Regions from separate parts of the Sus scrofa genome. Here region 2 is linked to region 1. Evidence: chromatin contacts called from public Hi-C data. All regions are on one chromosome and are shown on one strand. The core of a region is the stretch at or near the end of the contact, and the rest is flanking DNA. Distances in the headings are between cores, read along the strand shown. Region 1 overlaps KEL (kell blood group glycoprotein). Region 2 overlaps TRPV5 (transient receptor potential cation channel subfamily V member 5).

Evidence for each region. A called contact is a pair of places that touch in the nucleus more often than the background predicts.
Region 2: a contact with region 1 is called in a Hi-C map of fetal liver, with 2.0 times the contacts expected there. The contact joins two enhancer-like sites. A contact is called at or near these places in 1 of 5 promoter capture datasets (fetal liver) and 2 of 47 Hi-C or Micro-C datasets (epiblast stem cells and fetal liver).

The regions. Positions count from the first base shown.
Region 1 is chr18:7,257,409-7,262,234 of Sscrofa11.1, forward strand. It overlaps KEL (kell blood group glycoprotein), which reads left to right. Exons shown (of 22, transcript XM_021078895.1): 3 at 958-1,030; 4 at 1,690-1,777; 5 at 2,164-2,245; 6 at 2,470-2,611; 7 at 2,878-3,054; 8 at 4,706-4,826. Among named protein-coding and RNA genes, the nearest start is that of KEL, 17 kb to the left of the region's middle. Within about 2 kb of position 1,518, at least 3 of the 83 cell types and tissues checked have an H3K27ac peak or open chromatin away from gene starts, as enhancers often do. A contact at or near this core is called in fetal liver, where this site is marked.
Region 2 is chr18:7,337,836-7,342,252 of Sscrofa11.1, forward strand. TRPV5 (transient receptor potential cation channel subfamily V member 5) reads left to right here. Exons shown (of 18, transcript XR_002340352.1): 18 at 4,045-4,130. TRPV6 (transient receptor potential cation channel subfamily V member 6) reads left to right here. Exons shown (of 15, transcript XM_021078898.1): 2 at 4,045-4,142; 3 at 4,304-4,417. Among named protein-coding and RNA genes, the nearest start is that of TRPV6, 7.8 kb to the left of the region's middle. Within about 2 kb of position 2,111, at least 5 of the 83 cell types and tissues checked have an H3K27ac peak or open chromatin away from gene starts, as enhancers often do. A contact at or near this core is called in fetal liver, where this site is marked.

The DNA.
Region 1 (4,826 bases), core at 268-2,767:
GCAGACTTACTGAGAACTTAAGCCCAAGGTACAGCCTCTCAGGTGGCTCTGAAGGGCTCTTTCTTTCTCTTCTTCTTTTTCTTCTTTTTTTTTTTTTTCTTTTTAAGGCAGCACCTGCAGCATAAGGAAGTTCCAGGCCAGGGGTCAAATCAGAGCTGCAGCCACCAGCCTACACCACAGCCACATGAGATCTGAGCCACATCTGCAAACTACACCACAGCTTGTGGAAATGCTGGCTCCTTAACCCACTGAGCAAGGTCAGGGATCAAACCCATATCCTCATGGATACTAGTTGGGTTCATTACCAATGAGCCATGACAGGATCACCACCAGGGGGCTCTTCCTCCAAAGAGGTAAGAGAGGAGCCAGGATATATATTGGAGCTTTTGCAAAACAAAAATAAAAACAGGAGTTCCCGTCATGGCACAGTGGTTAATGAATCTGACTAGGAACCATAAGGTTGCGGGTTCGGTCCCTGCCCTTGCTCAGTGGGTTAACGATCCGGCGTTGCCGTGAGCTGTGGTGTAGGTTGCAGATGCGGCTCGGATCCCTCGTTGCTGTGGCTCTGGTGTAGGCCTGTGGCTACAGCTCCGATTAGACCCCTAGCCTGGGAACCTCCATATGCTGTGGAAGCGGCCCAAGAAATAACAAATAGACAAAAAAAAAAAAACCCAAACAAAAAACAAACAAAAAAACAAAAATAAAAACAAAACCCCCCAAACAACAAATGAAAACAAAACAAAACAAACACAAAAATACAACAATAAAAAAACAAGTAGTAGAACATCAAAGGATCACTGGGAATTAGAGAAAAACAAGACATCTCAAGTTAATGAATTTAGTGCTTTTCCATGTGTGAGATGATGCAAGAGTCTAGACTTATTGAAATTACCCTCTTGATACATGCTTTACTATTTAGGGCCAGTATCCTGATTTTCCCACCCTGAATCCTCTCAGGTGCACCTTTGGGGCCAGGTGCAGTGGCTGATGGCTTTATGGCTGCAACACCTTTGGTCCATGGATGCAGCAGGTGATGTGACATCCTCGGCCACACTTTATTCCTTCCTATAGGGTATGAGACCCCGGGAGGTATTCAAAAGCAAATAGTGTCCTCATTTTCCAAATGACAAAACTTAGCTGCCTGAGAGCTAAGTGGCTTATTCCTTGTCATGGGGCTAATAATGAGGAGATGAGGGAGTGGGTCCTTTTCATGGGCTGCTCTGCCTGCAGCCAGCAGGGCTGTGACACACACCAGGGCCATCAAGCATGCTTGGGGGCAGGGCAAATGGGCATGGAGCTGGGAGACCTCCTGAGTAGGGTGGCATTGGACCTGAGAATTGAAGGATTCAAGAGGTTTCAATCCTAGAAGACAGGAGAGGAGAAAGAATATCCCAGAAATAAACCCTGGGAACAAAGACACAGAACAGGGCAAGAGGAGCCACCAGGGTGGGATTGCTTGGGGAGAGAAGGATCACTCCCTCAGCTCCCCTGAGAGGCTGAGATAAAGGGGGAGGGGGAGCTGGTGTTCCCTGACTGATAAACAGGCTCTACTCGGAGGCCAATAGTGTGAGTGGGGACAGGAGGGTCAGGTGGCAGAAGTGCTCTTTCTCTAGGAAAAGGGAACTGGGGTGGGGGTAGGAGGGAGCTGCTGCATGAATACTTGTCCTCAGACTCAGTACTTCTTCCTAGAGCGGAACCAGGAAGGAATCTGTGAGCCAGAGAGAAGGGCAGAGAGCCGGCAAGTCCCCTGGGGAAAGACATTTCCTTCTAGAGTCAGGTGCCTGGGGTGAGAGGCGGGGCTCACTGCTGCATGAGAATCCCCGGGCTCCCCAGTGGAGAAGAAAGAATGTGAGGCTCTGAGGCAGAAGCAAGAAAGGCAAGGGAGGTGATGGGAGAGGGGGAGAGGTGGGGGTCCCATAAGGGGAGAGGTTCATTCCGAACCCCATCTGGGATGAAAATACGTGTGTTGGGGGGGAGGGGAGAGGGGGCAGTAGGAGGTGTCAATGACCTGCTAGAACAATTCATTCTGACCCCCATCTGGGATGAAAATACATGTGTTGGGTGGGGGATGGGCAGCAGGTGCTGTCAGTGACCAGCTAGAACTCTCTTTCATCTACCCACCTTCCCGAACCAGCTTCTCTCTTCTTCCTCCTCCTCATTTAGTTCCAGAGGGGGGAGACAAGAGTTGGGGAGAAGCATGGGGTCTGAGCGAACCAGTGGAGTGGGGACTCCCTGGAGGCTGGAGGTAAGGGACTCTTTGACCTGCGGGGGGCGCGGGGCAGATTTAGGATAACCTTCCCAGCTCCCAGGGGTCCAGAGTGGGGTTGGTCCATAAAAACAGGGGGCATTATCTCTGTCTGGAGGGACCCTGGCACTAACTGTTCATTCTTCCCCTCTCCCCCCTTTTTCCCGCCCTTCTCTCCTACTCCTCTCCATCTTGTGTTTCTCACCTCCTGGTTCTCCACACAGAGACCTCCAGAAGAGGAGCTGCCCACTGTCCAGAGCAGACGGTGGGCGAGGGCATTGCGGGCACTAACGACAGTCCTGCTTTTCAGTCTAATCCTCGGTTCTTCTCTGGTGCTTTGGGCCTACATCCCAGGCTGTCGCCCTCGTAAGCAAGATCCTAGCACCTGGCCACCTAGTCAGCCCTCCCTCAATCATGGACCCCGTCCACCTGTCCATCCTCCCCAGGTTCTGTGCCCACTGACTTACTTCATCCCAACCCTGCGAGCCCAGGTTCATGACCTCTTCCTCCCTGTCTCCTGCTCCTGGCCACAGTCAGGCCACCTCCTCCACAGCAGGGTGTCTGGTCCCCCCCCCCTCCCGCCCCAGGCCTTCCTCGCTTTCTCTGTCCCAGCTCAGAGCTTTTCCCCACAGGCCCCTGTGAGACACTTGTGTGCTGGAATCTCCTGGAACGTTACCTGGCCTCTGAGAACCGAAATGTGGCCCCTTGCACTGACTTCTTTAGCTTTGCCTGTGGAAACAACAACAGGACCAGGAATTCTTTTCAGGAACTTGCAGAGGAGAACAAGAACCGGCTTCGGAGGATACTGGGTAAGGGAAACAGGGTACAAGATTCTCTGTGCCCGGGTGACACTGAGCCTAGAACCGACGCCCCTGACCCAGGCCCATGTGGCTGTGGGATATCTGGTTGACATCATTCTCAACTGGCTCTCAGGCAACTTCTCCATTACTGTACATTTCACTGCATGTACCTCCCTACTTCCATTGCTTCTGGTCCCCCCCCTTCATCTTTACCTAACCCCCCTCCTTTTCCCTTTCCCATTCATCCATCATTCATCTCTCCAAGTTCTTCCTTTTACCAAGCTCTGTCTCTTATGTTATCTCCCTTAAATTTTCAATTTCTACTCTAAGCCAAGTGGGCTTCCCCCATTGGCATCTCAACACCTGTTGCACCTTCTCTCCATCACTCTCATTCTCTAGCCTTCAAACCTTTCTTGTCTTCATATATCCCCTTACTGGTATTTTCCCTTCCCTTCCATCACCTCCCAGCCCTCTTCTCTCACCGTTATCTCATTTCACTACTGAAACCTTGAACCAATCATGGCAAGCATGTTGAACTGGAAGAAGCTGAACTGGAATAAAGGAGATGGGAGTTTGGAGATGATGATGGAAGGAAGGAAGTGAGAGAGTGGGTAGAAGTGATGGAGGGAGCTCTTCTGGTTGTGCATGAGGGAATGAACATAGATGGGCATGGAAGATATGCTGGAGAAAGGAGAGGGCCAAAGACCCTGGAAATAAGTAATTTCCTAAAGATGGTACCTATGGAGAAGAGAAAAGACCTGAGAGGAAAACTGTGAGGGAGGAACCGAGGCCATGTAGGAAGTAGGAAGTCAGTCCCAGGAAGTTGGTGAGGATTTGGGAGTAAGAATGTAACAAAAGGAATATATTTCCAGTGTCAGGGAACCTAGAGAACCTGTTGAGAGTATCAACTGGAATTTGGAAGAAATAAATGTGTCCCGTTGCACTCCTTCTTTTGATGGGAAAAGAGTGGAGGTGGGTATTCCGTACATGATAGAGAGCCAGGCTTTAAGTTAAGGTACCAAGATGGAAAGAGAAAATATGATTCAGACACATTGTGTTGCCCATAATAAAATGGAAGGATGTCAGGAGATGGAGAGACGGTGATAGATACTAGAGAGCGAAGGATTCAAATGGATATGCGTTTGGACTTTTGTCCTGTGTGTTTTTTCCTGGGATCAAAAAGGGAGGGAGTCTGGACTAGGAGAGCCTGGCCCTGTTTCTTCTCTTTGCTAATAAACTTTCCTCATTTTTTTCCTCTCTCTGATCCCTCCAAAATTCTCTAATTTCCCCATTTTTTTCTAATTCCTTCGCTTATCTCCCTCCTTCCTCTCATCTCTACCCTTTCTCTTTTTTTTTTTCCCATATTCCACTTATTCCACCTCTTTTAGTTTCCTCGCCTTTCTTTCCCTCCTCCTTTCCTTTCTCACCTTTCCTTAATCTTCCTCCTTGTCATCTCCATGCTCCCATTCCCTGCTCTTATTCTTTCAGCAAGTGGACTCAGGTCCTCCCATCTTCCCAGGCTTCCTCATCCCTCTCTTCCTCCCCTTCCCTCCTTTCTTGGGAGTCTTGCCTTTCTTTCTTCAGCTCTTTCCGTCTCCCACCTTCCCTGCTTATCTCTGTGAATCTCCACTCCTTTAATTCTCCCTCCCTTCCTTTCTAGAAGCCCCCAGTTCCTGGCACCTGGCCCCCGGGAAGGAGAAAGCCTTCCAATTCTACAACTCCTGCATGGACACAGGTGCCATTGAGGCTGCAGGGGCTGGTCCCCTCAGACAAGTTATTGA
Region 2 (4,417 bases), core at 861-3,360, 81 kb after region 1:
TTTAGTGTGAAAAATCCTTCCTTAAAGGATAGATTATGCATAATTATACCTCCAAGTCAGGGTTTTTCTCCCTTGGCGTTTTTGACACGTTGCGCAGATAATTCTCTGTTGCGGAAGGCTGCCTTGGGTAAGAAGCTTAGCAGCATCCCTGCCTTCCACCCACTAGATGCGAGTAGCACTCCGTCCCCCTATGTGATAACCACCAAAAAATGTGTCCAGACATTGTCAAATTCCCTGGGAGGCAGCAGGGGGTAGTCACCCCTGGTTAAGCCCCACTGCTCTAAACCAGTGTTTGTAAACAAGAGATTCTGGTGGTAATGTTAAGGATTCTGCTACATAAAGTGAAACTCTTTCCTGGAAGGGAGTGGGTATGATTTAACCACTAAAATCACAAGATACTTTGTCTCTATCTTCTTCTAGCCCTAGGGATGTGTCTGGCAGACAGCTGGTGAAGATGTGTAGATCTTTCTTCCAGATCTCAATTTCTGTGCTGGCTTGCTTTGCAAGAATCTTTGGATGGGGGGGCTCAGGACCCCGGGGAAGTCAGATGTTTTGGTGGGGGGGCGGGGGTCTGCCTTACTGCCGAGAATGCCGGCAAAGGCTCTCTCAGCTGCCCCCTTGTGACGCTCTGGTGCTATTGCAAGTCATGGCTCTGCCTGGTTCCCTGGGAAGGATTTTTGCTGGATTCTGGAGTTGGCCACCCAGAGGAGGCCAGGTCTCTACAAACCTCATTGGCTTGAGTCATAAGCTGGTTCCTTACCCAGAGTGTGGTCTGATTGGGGTTTTCAAAAAAAATCCAAGACGCTGAGTTAAATTTGAATTTCAGATACACAACAAATAAGTTGTCAGTATAAGCATTGCATTGAACATACTTACATTTTTTAAAAAAAGGTTAGGAGTTCCCTGGTGGTGCAGAGGGTTAAGAATCTGGTAACCTGGTGTTGTCACTGCAGCAGCTCTGGTCATTGGTGTGGTGCGGGTTTGATCCCTGGCCCTGGAACTTTTACATGCCATGGGTGCGGCCAAAAAAAAAAAATATGTTGTATATCTAAGCTTCAACTCTACTTGGTTTTGGCTGGTAAATCTGGCAAGCCTAGTCCAAACAGTAGCTCCCTGCCCTTCCCAGGCCGCTAGGGCCATCAGCAGAGGCCAGAAACAGAACACGTAGGGAATGGAGGTTTAGGAGGACATTTATGGGCATCAGAGATGTGTTGGGACCAAGAGGGATCTCTTTGGGCTTGCCACTGACTAGTCTCCCCTCTCAGGTCTTAGGAAGCAGGGAGCAGGGCTGTGCACTTGGGTCAGAAGCCACCTCGGACCCATTTCCAGCTTTGCCATTGACCTCTAGTTGAAATGGGCACAGAACTAGAAGCTAATTAGAGGAGGGCAGAGAAAGTTTAAAAAGATGATAAAGGGAGTTCCTATTGTGGCGCAGCAGAAACAAATCCAACTAGGAACCATGAGGCTTTGGGTTCGATCCCCGGCCTTGCTCAGTGGGTTGAGGATCCGGTGTTGCCGAGAGATGTGGTGTAGGTTGCAGATGCGGCTTAGATCTGGTGTGGTTGTGGCTGTGGTGTAGGCCAGAAGCAACAGCCTCGATTTGACCCCTAGCCTGGGAACCTCCATATGCCGCAGGTGCCACCCTAAAAATACAAAAAAAAAAAAAAAAAAAAAAAAAAAAAAAAAGATGATAGAGTGACTGCTCTCTGCCCTCAAGGACTCCTAGTGTGAAGGAAGAGACAGATACTAATCAGAGCACCCAGTAAAAATGTTAAAATAAGGCCAGAGGAGAGGGTAGAAAACTTCCTGGCATGTGTGCTGGGGCAACGTGCTTGCTCTAGAATGTCTCTAAAGGAGGGGTTTGGGCAAATTGTTGGAAAAGATAGTGGTGATGATGGGGTGGGGATGGCGATGGGGGCAGGGGTGGCGGTGATGATGCGGGTAGTGGGGGGGAGGCCTAGCGAGCTTGTTTTGCAGCTGTGTGCGCATACCAAGCATACTCTTTTCTACTTAGATTATGTGTTTGTCTAAGGTTGGCTCAGGGGTGGCTGATGGAGATAAAAAGGAGGGGCCGTAAAGCCAAACCGCCGCCTGGCATGGCTACAGTTCATTTGTGCTACAGATAGCGGTCATGAGCGTCTGCCCCATGCCAGGCCTATTCCTGGGCATCGGGAGCACAGATAGGCTAGGGTGGGGTGGCGGAGTGGTTTCCGGGTGGAAGGAGAGTCACAGCACAGGTTAGGGGGAGAATGGTGTGTCCTGGGGCGCTGAGGCCCAAATGCTGAGTGTGGGAGGAAGGGACGGTGGAGGAGTAGTTGCGCAGAGGCTGGGGAGGACTTTGGCGCTTCTTCTCCTTGGGCGTTTGAGGACCCACCAGACTTTGTGAATTGTGATTGCACTTGCCATTCAGAGAGAATACCTTGACAGCATCCAGGAGCATGGAGGGGGGGGACATCAGGGGTAGGGAAACTAGTTGGAATATTTTGCTCATCCTGGAGGACAAAGACTGAGGAGGGTCCGCAGGAATGAGGAGGTGGGGACTGAATGGAGGGAGAGGTTGAATCCATGGGGCCCGTGGCTGCCTTCCTGGCCTGATGCAGGGAGCTGGGGCCAGCGTTCAGGGAGGTGGATGCATCACACTCATTCCTCTTCTGATCACCCCCCCCCAGCTCCTGGAGTCCGAGTTCCTGCTACAATGGCTTATCCCTGTGTGAGCTACTGTTCACGTCACTGGCCATCTCTGGATCCTCAGTGTTAACTTCATTCACTCCTGTCCAAGGACCAAGGGGCTCTGGGCCAGGAGAGCAAATTAAAAAAAAAAAAAAACTGTAGGGACCCCTTGGGTCTTAGTTGGGGTCAGTTTTGATATTATAAAAGATGTGTAGTTCATCATAGGTACCAAACTTGAAAGTCAGAGAAGATGATTCTTGGACTAAAATAAATGCGAAGTAGGTAGGAAGGAGGAAGAGACTGTAATATGATGTAGGGCCAAGAAAAAGAAAAAAACAATCCATGGTTGCTTTTTTTTTTTCCCTTTCTTTTTTTAGGGCCACATCTGCAGCATGTGGAAATTCCCAGGCTAGGGGGCAAATCTGAGCTACAGCTGCTGACCTACACCACAGCCACAGCAACACCAGATCCTTTACCCACTGAGCAAGGCCACGGATCAAACCTGCATCGTCAAGGATACTAGTCAGGTTCATTTCTGCTGCACCACAACGGGATCTCCCCATGGTTGCTTTTTGATGGAGCCCCAAAAACACAGTTGGAGGGAGGGAGGTGCCAAGACCAAAGGGAATTGCTGAGGTCAAGAAGGGGCGCATCACACAGCAGGAACAGATCTGCCAGCCTCTGCATGTCCGCCTCCTCCACAAATATGAAGGAGGAATTGCTTGTACCCTTAGTCTATGAAAACAGGCTTATCTTGGAAGGTAATCTCAAGACTTCGAGTGAAGCTAAAGCAGAGTTGCTCCAGAGGACAAAGGTCAGTAAGTGAATGAGTGCTTAACTAAAACTCATCCCTCTAGGAGTTCCCATCATGGTGCAGTGGAAACGAATCCGACTAGGAACCATGAGGTTGCGGGTTCCGTCCCTGGCCTCACTCAGTGGGTTAAGGATCCGGTGTTGCCGTTGAGCTGTGGTGTAGGTCACAGACACGGCTTGGATCTGGTGTTGCTGTGGCTCTGGTGTAGGCCTGGGAACCTCCATATGCTGCAGGTGTGGCCCTAGAAAAATCCAAAAAGACAAAAAATAATAAAACTTTTCCCTCTATACCTGGTGTGCACAGATCAGACACACACAGACATACACACTGGTCCTAGCACCCAGGGGAAAGGAAAGTGGCCCCTGGCATTCTCCCACACAAGCTCAAAGGGGACAGAGTTGGTTTAGGTCAGCTACCTGGTGAGAAAAAAGAGACCAGGCAGCCCTCGGTACCACGCCCTCGGCCCCACCTCTCCGGATGAGGGACCCTGGGGTTCCTGGCCCTTGCAGCAAGCTGGCTCCCCGTGTGCCTCAACTGTGCACGCTCCCACTCCCTCATAGGATCTGGGAGTCGCCGCTCCTCCTCGCTGCCAAAGAGAATGACGTCCAGGCTCTTACCAAGCTGCTCAAGTCTGAGGCCTGCGATGTCCACCAGAAAGGTAGGGAGCAGAACCCTGCGGACCCACCCTGTGCACGTGGCTCCCACCCCTACCCCCACTGTGTAGCCTGGGACTGTGTGCTGGGGAGGGGGGCGAATCTTTGTGGTCCCCATTCCCCTGCTCCAGAGAAGTCATGTGACGCTCCTTTGTGTCAATGCCAGGAGCCCTGGGGGAGACAGCGCTGCACATCGCTGCCCTCTATGACAACCTGGAGGCCGCCCTGGTGCTGATGGAGGCTGCCCCGGAGCTGGTCAAGGAGCCCGTCACATGTGAGC